Linked DNA regions of Mus musculus: all the other regions are linked to region 1. The links are chromatin contacts, called in public ChIA-PET and HiChIP or PLAC-seq maps. All regions are on one chromosome and are shown on one strand. Each heading gives the region's core, a stretch centred on a gene start, on an enhancer-like site or on the middle of the called end of the contact. The rest is flanking DNA. Distances are from core to core; before and after follow the strand shown. Region 1 holds the start of Elp3 (elongator acetyltransferase complex subunit 3). Region 2 holds the start of Trim35 (tripartite motif-containing 35). Region 3 overlaps Extl3 (exostosin-like glycosyltransferase 3).

The links. ChIA-PET counts read pairs in DNA pulled down with a chosen protein or histone mark. HiChIP or PLAC-seq counts read pairs in DNA pulled down with a chosen protein or histone mark.
Region 2: an H3K27ac HiChIP or PLAC-seq map of microglia shows a contact between it and region 1, with 5 times the contacts expected there. The contact joins the promoter of Trim35 here to the promoter of Elp3 in region 1. A contact is called at or near these places in 1 of 39 promoter capture datasets (embryonic stem cells), 4 of 484 Hi-C or Micro-C datasets (the Ba/F3 cell line, the N1E-115 cell line, cortical neurons and 1 more) and 1 of 115 datasets of contacts at active chromatin or transcription factors (microglia).
Region 3: a contact with region 1 is called in an RNA polymerase II ChIA-PET map of memory CD8 T cells, with 16 read pairs. The contact joins the enhancer-like site here to the promoter of Elp3 in region 1. A contact is called at or near these places in 1 of 39 promoter capture datasets (liver), 2 of 484 Hi-C or Micro-C datasets (LSK cells and Th1 cells) and 3 of 115 datasets of contacts at active chromatin or transcription factors (bone marrow-derived macrophages, cardiomyocytes and memory CD8 T cells).

Annotation. Positions count from the first base shown.
Region 1 is chr14:65,591,284-65,595,539 of GRCm38.p6, forward strand. Elp3 (elongator acetyltransferase complex subunit 3) reads right to left here and starts at 1,829. Exons shown (of 15, transcript NM_001253812.1): 1 at 1,642-1,829. The coding sequence starts at 1,717. It also overlaps a transcript of Nuggc not described here.
Region 2 is chr14:66,294,824-66,299,079 of GRCm38.p6, forward strand. It overlaps Trim35 (tripartite motif-containing 35), which reads left to right and starts at 2,202. Exons shown (of 6, transcript NM_029979.3): 1 at 2,202-2,726. The coding sequence starts at 2,247. It overlaps 1700001G11Rik (RIKEN cDNA 1700001G11 gene), which reads right to left and starts at 2,306. Exons shown (of 3, transcript NR_038077.1): 1 at 1,986-2,306; 2 at 1,132-1,321; 3 at 504-763.
Region 3 is chr14:65,068,780-65,073,035 of GRCm38.p6, forward strand. All of the region lies in intron 3 of Extl3 (exostosin-like glycosyltransferase 3), which reads right to left. Among named protein-coding and RNA genes, the nearest start is that of Gm52118, 24 kb to the left of the region's middle. Within about 2 kb of position 2,317, at least 134 of the 459 cell types and tissues checked have an H3K27ac peak or open chromatin away from gene starts, as enhancers often do. A contact at or near this core is called in Th1 cells, bone marrow-derived macrophages and memory CD8 T cells, where this site is marked.

The DNA.
Region 1 (4,256 bases), core at 579-3,078:
GAGAGAAGTCTATGGATAGCCAAAGACTAGTGATTTCCCAGCATTCTCAGTTCTACAAAGGTGCCTCAGAGGCTATGTAACAGAGGTGGACTTGGGGTACGGGATGAGCACAGAAGATGAGATATCACCCTGTCAACTTGCATATCTATACATCTCCATCTATTTGGGTGAGTGTGTGTGTGTGTGCATGCATGCGTGTGTGCGCATACACATGCATATGTATTAAGACCACTGCAACTCTGTTTTCTTCTTTCTACATTAAAAACTTCTGCATAAGACTTCATCTAGAGAGTAAGAGGCTGGGCTAACAAAAATAAAAGATCTGAATACTACTTGGGCAAACCAGTAAGAAGTATTTCATGGAGGAAAGAGAATTAGCATCATTAAAGAAAGGTCAGGGTGTAAACCAAGGAACAACAAGAAGGAACAAGGCTAGGCATAAGAACTACCTATTCTGGTGAAAGGAGATCTATCTAACTTGACCACAGGTTGCCTGAGCAGGGTTCAGTAAGTAGACAGTACACTGGCCACTAGGCAAAGGCATTAAACGTAACAGAAAAAAATTATACATTCTCAACTCTGTAACTTAAGAAAAAAAAAGTAGTTTTTTTAAAAGAGAGATTACCAATATAACAAATATGTCAGAAAGCTAAAAAAAGAAAGATACAATCAATGTAGATGATAAACAAAAGCCAGATCTACACACATGAAAACTTCAGTTTGAATCCCTGCTCCCATGTTCGAAGCTAGGCCACATTCATGCCCGTAACGTGGGGACCATGGAGGAGTGGGCAAGGGAGACGGGCTGGCTGGGGCTTGCTGATTGCCAGCCTAGGAATAAACACGTTACAGTAAAGTAAGATCAAACGGATCTAGTGCATGTTGTGTTTGATGTGACAAGTATATAGAACATGTCTAGAAGGGCAGTTCCAGTTAGTGCCAAGAGCGGTGACCAATACCGCACTGACTTTTCATTTGATGCTTCCGATGTCACAGGCAGCTCCTCACACTAAGTATAAACTTTGACTGGAAAAGTTAACCAAACCTCAGCTTTTTCGAGCATGAAATGACAACACGTCTTCAAAATGACTGGGAAAGGCTCAATACCCAGCTATTATTGTGACATCCAACAGTAATATTATCAGACCAACTCTTCAAGGGCAGTACAGAGTTAAGAATGGAATCTATTGCAAAAAAAAAAAAAAGATTTAAAAAAAAATGACTTCATCCTGTTGAAAAAAAAACCAAAAACTGCACAGTTACTCCAGACTACTCCGGAGGTAAAATAAATGCAAGTAAGTCACGTAAAGCTATTGCACAAACTGCACAATCTCTACCTTAAGGAGGCCTTTCCTACTTTAAGATTTAAAAAACAAAAACAAAAAACAAAAACACCTTAAATAAACACGTCCAGTAAATTACCGCAAATTAACCTGCAACTCAACACCTATCTCCTCTGAAAGTTATCTTGGAATAGCAGTACCGTTTACCCATCTACACAAAAAACAACAAGTAGTCTCTTCCAAAGGGGAAGAGAGAAGGGGGCTGTTTTACAAAGGACAGATAGGAAGGGAGGCCCGCCAACCGGGGTCCCGCGGGCCCAGACCAAGCAGTAATTCCCATGGAAAATTGAGCTTCAACCTGTGATCTCAGAGAATCCACTTCCTCCCTTGCGCCCTTGTCCCACGTATTTTGCACCTTTCCTCTTTTGCCTCATCTCTGCGCTGGCGTAGCAATATGCCACCACGTTACCGCGGTTTAGAAGGCGGAGAAACTTAGCAGCCGTAAAGCCGCCCGGGACTGTCGTGAAAACACAGCGACTGTACCATAAAGCTCTTCCCAGAAGGCGGAGCGCGGAGCCCCGCCCTGTCTAGGTGGCAGCTCCCAGCTCTCTGAGACTGGGAGGGGATGTGCACAGTGATTTAGTGGGGCATTGGAGAATTCCTGGGGACCAGAAAGGTGGATCTGGGAAGTAACGATAGTACAGTTTAGACGCTTCTCCAAGAAGCTGGGACGAAAGTGAATTGTAACCAGAGTTCCTTAAGCAAAAGCCTGGCCTTTGACAACTTCTGCAAGAGGGGCTGGGCCACTTGTCGCTAGTATAGCCAACAATGTTGACATAAAGGAGACCAGATTCGCCCTCCCACTGACACCCGGGGTGTTGACATACCTTTTTTTTTTTTTTTTTTTTTTTTTTTTTTAAGTTATGGAAGAATTGAGGGCAGGAGACAAGAGGTATGTTTAAACAGTCCTGGGTTAAGATGTGGTCTGGTTGATCATTATCTCAGTTCTGGTTTTCAAGGTGGTCAAAGTCTTTATCGCTGCATCCCTTCCGGAGATCCATTTAGCTCCTACAAGGTGAGATCATTCAGTGCTCCAAGGTGCAGCCCTGACGAATAATAGTCCTTATATAGGCAGGAGTCTAGCCTTTGAGACTTTGTTTTCTCTGGACTCAAGGTGACTTGTAGGTTTAGGACGATTAATCTTTGTACCTTCAGCCAAAATAAAGGAGACAGGCACAAAATGAAGACAGATACCAGACCTTTATCTTGCACTTAGTTGCTTGTCTAAGTGCCTATTTCAAGAATCTTGGAAGTGAGTAGCCCTTGTGTGGGGACTTGGGAGCTCAGATACACCACACATAGAGATGGGATAGAAATCCCACATACCATGAACATTAAACCTTCAGTGTGATAACGCTAAGTTCTGATTTCCCTAAAAGACAGCAAACAAGAAGCAAGTATCAGTTTGATCTTTCAGGCTTTGCAGCCTAGAGGATTCCTGGGTCTCTGATTTTTCTTGATGACAATCTTGAAAACACTAGGTGAGACACCATGTACAAAATTTTGCAACATCTGGAGATGGGACTTGGAATAACTTTTTCTTGAAACCCTTCCATGACCTCCTTTGTGTATGGACCAAAGATTAAGAATCCTTGATATTAATAAAGAATGGAAGGTGTGATGTTTCAAGTTTCTTATTACCCAGTAGAGTTGAGGTAGCTCTGACTTGGTTGTCACCACTACACTGAAACTGTCCTGGTCAAGACTTTGAGATTTTTCAGTGTACCAAATTATCTTAATACCACCCTCTTGTCAACAAAACTAACTTCCCTGAAAATATTTTTTTAGATAAGGGCCCCCCACTCTAGAATTTTCAATCATTATTATTATTTCAGTCTCTTATAGATATCTCTGTCTCACTTCAAGCTAATAATGGTCTTATTGATCCTGTCTCTTTCTAGCGATTCTGGAGTTCCATGGTCTTTAAATATCATCTTTCTACTCTCAGATTTATAGTTCAACCTCCGCTTCTTCCCTATTTGACATCTCGGTAGATTTTGATGTCGAATGTGTATCTCGGAATCAACACATAAGACAGAAATCCTCTGTGGCCCTGTGCTGGTTGGTCTTATGTCAACTTGACACATAGACGAGAGCTATCTGGAGGGAGGGTAACTCAATTGAGAAAAGACAGTCATAAAATCTGAGTGTAAGGCATTTTCTTAAGTAGAGATTGAAGTCGGAGGGCCCAGTCCATTGTGGGAGGTGCCTTCTGGGGATGGGGATGGTCCTGGGTTCTATAAGAAAGCAGGCTGAACAAGCCAGGGGCTTCTACATCAGCTCCTGCCTCCAGGTTCCTTCTCTGAGTTTCTGCTCTGGCTTCCTTCAGTAATGAACTATGATGTGGAAGCCAAATAAGCCCTTTCCTCTCCAAGTTTCTATTGGTCATGGTGTTTTGTCTCAGTGACAGAAAAAAAAAAAATACTGCCAAAGCAGACTACAATGTCATCAAAGTTTGGGAACCACTAAGTAAGGCAAGAGATTAAGGTGTCTCAAATCAGGATGGAAAGCCATGGAAGTGCTAAGACTTGTTCAGATTCTGAAATTTTTTTTTTTATGATTTCCACAAATCTTCCACTCAGTGTGGGAAAAACAAAAGAGACCTTGACACTCAGTATGAGATCTCAGCTTTTGGATTAAGGAAGGGGAATAATGTAGTTGTTGTTATCTGATATGAAGTGTGTGTGTGTGGGGGGGGCTGGCTTTGGATCTGATGAGTGGCAAACTGTGAGAGGTGTGCTTGAGGTCCCAGTTGAGAGCTTTAGGTGTATGGTGGAGTTTAAAGTTGTGAAACAGGGTAAAAGAAGTAAAGAATCTCCCATGATTATCAGATCAGAGACAAGACTAATAACTAGCAAGAAAACTGGCCAGACATCTGGGGTGTGGGGAGAAAACCAGCAGAGAGTGGGAGAC
Region 2 (4,256 bases), core at 952-3,451, 700 kb after region 1:
GAACTGGACCTTCCACCTCCCTGTTTCCTGCCTAAGCTAATAGGTTAATAGCAGTTTTATTGACGGGCGACTCTTCCATACAGAATGCGATTCTCTCTACAACTTGTACTGTACAGCACTTGTGAGGGATGGCCTCCCTGACTTAATTCAGAGCAGCTAAGCACCCTTCATCCTCCCTTGCAGACTCCAGGCTTTAGAAAAGGTCTAAGCCATGCAGTCTTCACTGAGAGGATCAGGCTACTCTCTCTTCCTTACAGGTTTCCCTGGCAACTGATGAATAAGCTCTGCTGACTCTGCAGCTCCAGCTGCCTGTGTTTAAAGATGCTATCAGCAACTCTCCTGCTGAACTGGGCCTTCTCCTGCCTGTAATACTTTCTGTCACCTGATATCGACAGAACCATACTAATAATTAGCACTCGCCTTTTCTCTTTGTTTGTTTGTGCTACTTAAACACTTGCAGGTAAAGTGGATTCCTGGTAGACAGCACATAGTAAGGCCTTGCCTTTTCATGCCATAGAACAATCCTTGCTTTTATTCCTTGATCTCTGCTTTAAACAGAAAGGAGGAGAGAGAAAGAGGAGGGGAGGCTAGAAGGGAGGTAGGCATGCCGTCCTTCTTTGCCAGGGTTTCAGCAGACACCCAAAAGTCCATGCCTTGGAAACTCAATCCTTAAATTGGAGTTGCTAATTGAAATGAGGCTTGTAGAAGGAGGTTCTTCAAATGAGGCGATGAGGGCAGAGCCCAGTCCTTGTTAGCTCTATTCCTGTGAAAGAAACCATGGCCAAAAGACCTCTGGGTCATGGTCTGTTGAGGGATGCCAAGGCAGGGAAACTCAAAGCAGGAACCTGGAAGCAGGAACTGAAGAGGCCACCATGGAGGGGGTACTGCTTAACAGGTGGCTCCTCATGGCTTGCTCAGATTGCTTCTTTATACAAGCACCTGCCCTGGGGGGGGGGGGGTTGAGGGAGTGCATGGGGGGAGGGACATAGCCCACAGGGGACTAGGCCTTCCCAAATCAATCAAGCCTCCTACAGAACCATCTTATGGATGGTTTCTTCCATAAGATGTTTTCTCCCTTCAGGTTTCCTCTTTCCAAATGACTCCAGCTTGCGTCAAGTTGACAAAACTTACCAGCATGGACTTTCCATAAACACCACCAGTGGCTTTACAGGAAGAAGTGAGATCTGAGCAGGCAGGCTTGTCTGTCTGGGCATGTGACTCTCTCTATCGCATCAAGATGCAGCAGGAAGGCTGGCACACAGTTCTTGAATATCCCTGCCTCTGGAACCTCTATTCTTTATAAACCATCCCGTCTGTGGTTCTGGCAAGAGGAATAGGAAAGAGACCCAAACACACTGCCTTTTGTAATTGTTTATCTAGTGCATTTTTTAAAAATTGTTTCATATGATCCCAAGGAATTTGCAAATCTGCAGTGCCTTGCTGAATTAGTGTGTATGTTGGGGTAAGACAGCAGCGGAAGGTTACAAATATCAACTAGGAATGGGCAGCTGGGAACATTCAGACTGCCTTTCTTGCCAGAATCCAAAGTGGATTTTTTTTTTTTTTTTAAGTGTCCCTGTGTAACCCAGGCTGGTCTCAAACTCTTGATCCTCCTGCCCCAGCCTCCCAAATGCTGAGATTACAAGCATGTTCATCACGACTTTCTCACCCTGACTTTAATGAAGATGCCACGAGCATGCTTCCCTATTAATTTCGTTCTCACACGTCCTTTTCACGGAAACCACCATTTTACACTGGAACTCATTTATCCAACCACAAGCCGGGAATCTCAACTCCTCAGGTCTTCCCGCTACCTCGAGGTGGCAGTAAGCCCGACCAAAGTCAGCGGACGACCTATGTGAGGGTTTTGAGAAACCATTCCCAGTGCTGCATGACCTCCCCCCCCCCTACTGCTTTGGGCCCAGGTTCAGACCCCACCTAGGGAGCTCAGGAGTTAAGCCATGGACATCCCTTCCCATCTATACCAGGAGTCTGAGATAGCGGGAATTGCTTAAGGATGGCGGCCCGTGGCTTCACTTCCTATTTGACAACGGAAACCCGACACTGCAGTGGGACGACAGATCCTTCCGCCTTGGAGCTAACGGAGATCGCGGACCACACCTCCTCTGGGAGACCCCGCGCAAGACGGAAGTGGGAGGGTCCACGCCCTCAAAGCCCATCCGTGATTGGTTGGAGCCGCCTTAAGCTCCCAGATCTTCAGCAGGGACAACGCCCGCAGGCTAGGCATGAAGGCGGCGACACCGGTGGTGGTGACGGCGGCTGCTCCTGCGATGGAGCCGGGCCCTTCTGTGTCCCCGGGGCCTTCGCGCTCCTTCAAAGAGGAGCTGCTGTGTGCCGTGTGCTACGACCCGTTCCGCGACGCAGTAACTCTGCGCTGTGGCCACAACTTCTGCCGCCGGTGCGTGAGCGGCTGCTGGGAGGTGCAGACGACGCCCTCGTGTCCGGTGTGCAAGGAACGAGCGGTGCCCGGGGAGCTGCGCACCAACCACACGCTCAACAACCTGGTGGAGACCTTGCTGCGCGAGGAGGCTGAGGGCGCGCGCTGGACCGGTCGCCGGTCCCCGCGCCCCTGCCGTGCGCACCGTGCCCCGCTCACGCTCTTCTGCCTGGAGGACAAGGAGCTGCTGTGCTGTGCTTGCCAGGCCGACGCCCGGCACCAAGAGCATCGTGTGCAGCCCATCAAGGACACTGCGCAAGACTTCCGGGTGAGCACCGCGCCAGCCCGCCCTGGGGACCCCCGGCCTGCCCCTCCCCCTCCTCCAGGCCTAGCAACCATCTTGCCCCCGGTCCAGGCCAATCTGAACAACGATGGGGAATAGTATGGTCTGCAGACATTTGGGCTTGGCGCGGTCATTTTAGAAATGGAAGAGGCCAGGACCTAGCAGAGTTCTAAGGCCTTGAGATTTCCCCTGCCCAGCAGTGCCTTGATCAACGGGTTACAGAGCCGTAAGAAAGGCCTGTGGCGCTTGCCTGCTGCCTTGCTCCTCTTACTCTTAGTATCCAAATATCTGGAGTTCCAGTGGTTATAATTAAACCAAGAGCAGCTGACACAGCAAAACTAGCATGGCGGGGAAGGGTGGGTGTCGGGGCTGTAGGAGATCACGCTAGGCAAGTACTTTACCTCGCAGCTGCACCCCAAGCCTACTTTTGATTTTGAGCCAAGCTCTTAAATTAGCCAGGATGGCCTTGAACTTTTCTTTGCTTGCCTCAGCCTTTCGAGTGGCTGAGATTGCAGGCTTGTGCCACCAGGCCCAGTGAAAAAGTCTTTGTTCTAAAACAGAAAAAAAAAAAAAAAAAAGGCAGACATTTTCGATAACAATTTGACCTAATCGCTTAGATATGCATGCTCCATTGCTTTCCAAAACATTCATACTGACATATTGACTGATTTTTCTTTTTTTAAAGGGTTTCTGAAATGTCCATTTTACTCTGGCAGTATCTTGTTACTTTTCTCGTTTAAAGTCATTGATGTACTGAAACAGCTAAATTTGTTTCATCAGCCACTAACACACGGGTCAGACCCACAGTTGGGAGGGCCCAGGGTTAGCCACTAGGAAGCCTGACATAGTGAAAAGGAGGTACTGTAAGAGCCCACTGGGCCTGATCTTCAGACGCCCTTTCTCCACTTGGTGAAATGTCTTTTTTTGAGAATCAGCAGTTGATGGCAGCTCCATACAGATTGGAAGCAGAGCAGATGGGTGCTGTCTACATCCACGTTCCTCCAGTTATCCATCATATTAGCTCAGCAGTGGTTCATAGTGCCTGTTCCCTCGTTCATTAGTGCTAGATCTCTTATTTGGCATAGCTGAAATAGACAGCCTAGAAGTTTAGGTCCTGGTTCGAATTCCCCTGGGCTAGCAAAGGTACTGATTAGCATGGGTGGTGTCCTCAGAATGGGGTAAAACATCAACCGAAGGCCTGTGATCCAGGGGACAGAGAGCGTGTGGGCCTGGAGACTGCCTTCTGTTCTTGCTGGCTGCCTCGTTTTGATTAGGAGGTCCGAGGGACACTGGAAGTGAGATAGGTGGTAATAATTCCCACTCTCTGGGAGCTTCTAGCAAAAATCTAAAGAACCTAGAGGCATTAACCAGGTGAAGGAGGTGAGGGGAGGTTTTTGCAAGAAGATGCTGCAGCATATAGAAGATTCTAGAAGAGAGGAAGCTTTGGACACCAGGTGAGGCCAGAAGGCTGAAGTCTTATTCTGCATCTTAGAATGGTGGTGCAAAGCCAGTGGG
Region 3 (4,256 bases), core at 1,067-3,566, 520 kb before region 1:
CAGGAAAAAGACTGGCCATTTACCAGGCAGAGAATGTCAAACTAGGTTAAAGGAAAGCAAAGGAGAGAGTACTAGAGGGAGAGAACAGAGCACACAAGGTACTGCTAGGTGGTAGAAGGCTCACTTAGAGTGTAAGGTCCTGGATTGTGTCCTCAGCAACATCAACAGGGATGGATGGACGGACAGATGGACACACACACAGCTAGGAAGGGAGCCACCAAGCCCTTATTTTCAGCAGCTTTTGCTCCCCAGTGAGTGAGAAGATGGCCATAAGTAGCAAGCCCCAAAGGCAAGTTTAGTGATGGTAAAAATCCTACCCCTTTAAATGCGCCCAGTTTCAGAGAAGTTATCAGGTAAGATTGTGTGGCCACCTGAGACATGATGGGACAGGGTGACGGCTCACTCAAATGGCCCGTCTTTCATTCATTCTCCCAGCATCCCTTGTGTTCACCCATAGCACTGTATTCAGGCAGTTCTGCAAACACAGCCCCTCCTCGCCCCAGCAGTTATATAGAGAAATTCAATTTCCCAGGCTTCTCTTTAAGATTACCAGTTCTGTGAATTCATTTCCAGCAAGATTATCAACAGAGCCTGAGAGACTCAGCCAAGCTGCAAACTGCGAGGACATTCCCTGGATCTCCAAGCCACCAACCAAAGCCGCACTTCCCAAGAGCCCCAGCAGATGGCTCTGTACCAGTACAAAGAAAGCAGCATGGCTGTGGAGCCTATCAGAAAAGCTGTGCAAATTTCACCCGATTTTCATTGACAGTGTGAACCTGGTGGTTCCTCGGCTGAAAGCTAAATAAACTGCATTTCACAGGCGCCAAATTACGGGCCTCCTTGTTCTCCCCCACGCCACCACTTGAGACAGTTCTCTACATTATCCTGGCTGTTCTGGAGCTCACTATGTAGACCAGGCTGGCCTCTACTCACAGAGATCCTCCTGCCTCACCCTCCAGCTGCTGGGATTAAAAGGTATATGCCAGCACAGCTGGCTCCCTCCTTATTCTTTAAAAGACCTGACTAGGCTAGACCAGAAAGCCAGGAATCAAATAGCAGACAAGCTCTGGACTGGATTCACAAGCAAGTTTGTGCATAAGTTCACTGAAGTCCATCCCTGAGATGACTGTCAAGAAGCCTAAGAGGGAAGATGGGGGAAGAGCTCTGATTCGGAAGCCAAATGCGGAGGCTTCAACCTTCAGCCCAGCACAGGGGAGGTGGGAGCAGGAGGAATCTAGGTGCTCAACTCAGCAGCCAACCATTGCGGGGTTTCAGCAACAAAATCCTGACAGAGACTTAGTCATTCCTAAACGCACTGTACACAGCTCTGCACTGGTCTCTAGGAGTTTGCGAAAAGCATGGCAAATGTCAAAGACACGAGTCAACCGAAAGGAACTTAAAAAACATGCCCATTTTTGTTGGGGTTTTGTTTCAAATTACAACAGTACTGTCCTCCACCCCAGCCCCCAGGAGTGGCTGTTTCTTTACATTGTGCCAGGAAGGTATACGGACGTACTTTGTGTTACACTTTGGTAACTCAGAAGACTAGCTTTCAAATTACTGCTTCAATTAGGAGGCTGGCATCGACCAGAAGGAATGGTACATATACTGCCTGCCTCCAAGATGTCCAACGCACATCAAATAACCACGCGGATGAGTAAGTAGGTAAGCAGAACCAGGAAGCAGTGGGCTCTGCTATCCCAAACATTCAACGCAATGGGGAGTGCTTAGGAATGACAGGGCTAAGTCAGGAGGCCCCTTAGTATTTGCTCCGATTTATTTTTTCCTCTTGCTGCGCTGTTCAGGCAGGCCCTGAACTCAGTGTGTAGCCCAGGCTGGCCTTTAACATGCAGTCTTCCTGCTTCACCTATGTAGCCCAGGCTGGCTACATAGGCTTGCAGTTCTCCTGGCTCTACCTCTGGATGCTGAGATACGATACAAGTGTATAGTGTATGTACCACAACATCTGACCCCTAGCCTTGCTTTCTAATGCGGAGAGCATCTCTTGGCCTACATCAGTCATGTTGGAGGAACTCACAGGAACACTGGCTTGCTTCACACAGCACATTCCCAGGTCAGCTGGCCTTCTGTCACCATCCTTCAGAGAAGCCCAGACTCCTGTCACATCCTTCTTCGTAGCACAGGGCAGTGGCCAGGACAGCAATCCAGACCTAGCACTTCACACCATTAAGTTCACACTGGCTCAGCCCAGCCTAACATCCTCCAGCCTCTAACAATGCCTCGAGCATAGCACACTTCCGTAGCCAGCCTTGTCATCACACAGGCACCAGACGGAAACAGCGGCTACTTCCTCTGACTTAAAGCAGACCACAGAGCTCAGGAATGAAGAGCTTGAGGCCTAGGAAGCCGCATCTATCTATGAGTTTCTAACACATGAGCACCAACATCAAAGAGCTTGGGGGGTGGTGCGGGAAGGGAGTCGCCTACTCTGTGAACAAGGGGGAGGGGCCAAGAACAATCAAGGGGGTGGGAGTTGAGAGTAACACCATGAACTCATTTTCATTCATAACTATGAGGCTAACATGCACAGAAAAAGTGCCTGTCTTAACTTATGAGGCACGTCTATTTGAAGTTTTAAAAGCAGTGCTGATGAAGCCTGTGAAAACATTACTCAGACAGCACAAAGCAGAGGGCAGCCTCCAGGGAGAAGATGCACACAGAGACCGCCGCGCTCAGCACCGCTGAGAAACCGCTGAGACACCGCTGAGACAGCTCACAAACGGGGCTTGGCAGGCACCCCTGTCCCAGTCTGCCGAACTCGGGACCAGCTGGATTACAAATGGCAAGTTCCAGCCCTAACAGCAAGCCTCTGCCTTCCACACAGCGCCACTGCCTAAAGCCACTGCATCTTTAAACTGGCACGGCCTCTTCCAGCTTTCCTCACACTTTGCACAGTTACTTTACAATCCTAGTTTTATACATGACATATTTATATTATTTACTCATAAGCGATCATAGGCCCTTTAAACATCTACAATTCTTGCTGATTACACTCGTGAGTCCTGGCAGCTTTCATTCTTCCTGTGAAGCTCATTCCTGAATGGTAAAGAAGGGAAACGGGCAAGCCACCCAGACACACTCTGGAGAAGCGGTGAAAGTTGTCCCCACTGACTCGCCACCGTCGGGTTTACATGTAATATTTTAAAGAATAGAGTGCAAAGAGGTTGAGAAAATACACATATTGCATCTCTGAGGGGTGAGCTTTTGCAATGCCCTCTTGGCTTCCAGGATGTGCCATGGAGAAAGCCAGGGAGTGACAAGGGAAGAAGGACCCAGAGGCAGTTCCTGCCCATCTCTCTCTTCTCTGTACTAAGAGGCCATGTAGGAAACAAAGTTAAAGGCAGGCTGTTGGCAAGGCACACTATTCCCCAAACAGAAGTCTCCATGTTCAATTCCAGCACCAGTCAGGACAGCAGAGGACACTGGAAGCCAGCCTGGAATCACTAATGTTTTCTTGGACTTGCCAAGAAACAGAAGTGTCCCTTCCACTGCAGCTCAAGCCTTGAAACACCACAGGACATGCCGAGAGACTGGTGAGTGTTCTTAAAAGGCCATTCTACGATTTTCTACAGTCTAAAATAAAGTTGACTAAATTTTTGGTGTGTCAAAAAGGAAAATTATCTAGAGCAGTGATTCTCAGCCTTCCTAATGCTGTGACCCTTTAATACAATTTCGATGCTGCGGTGCCCACCCCCCACCATAAAATTACTTTCATTGCTACTTCATAACTGTAATTTTGCTACTGTTAGAAAAAAATCATAATGTAGGTATTTTTAGAGACAGAAGCTTGCCAAAGGGGCCAGAACCCATAGGCTGAGAACCACTGATCTAGAGGGCTCTGCTTCTGGGAGGGCTGCTGTCAAAATCAATCCCTACAGATGACAACTATAAAATCTAGACAAACTTTAAAGACTCCTCAAAGAGATGCTGAAGAGATAGCTCAGTGGCTAAGAGCACTGGCTATTCTCCCAAAGTAACCAGGTTCAATTCTCACCACCCACATGGCAGCTCATAACCATCTGCAATTCTAGTTCCAAAGGATGGATGGATGGATGGATCTCTCCCTCTCCCTCTCTCTCTCTCTCCCCCCTCCCCCCTTCCCTCCCTCCCACGCACACACACATGCATGCAGGCAGACCACCAATGTACATAAAATACAAATAAATTACTTTAAAAACAAAACCTCTTCAAAAGAAAATGAATGACAGATGCAAGGGACTAAGACTCAGGCAGGG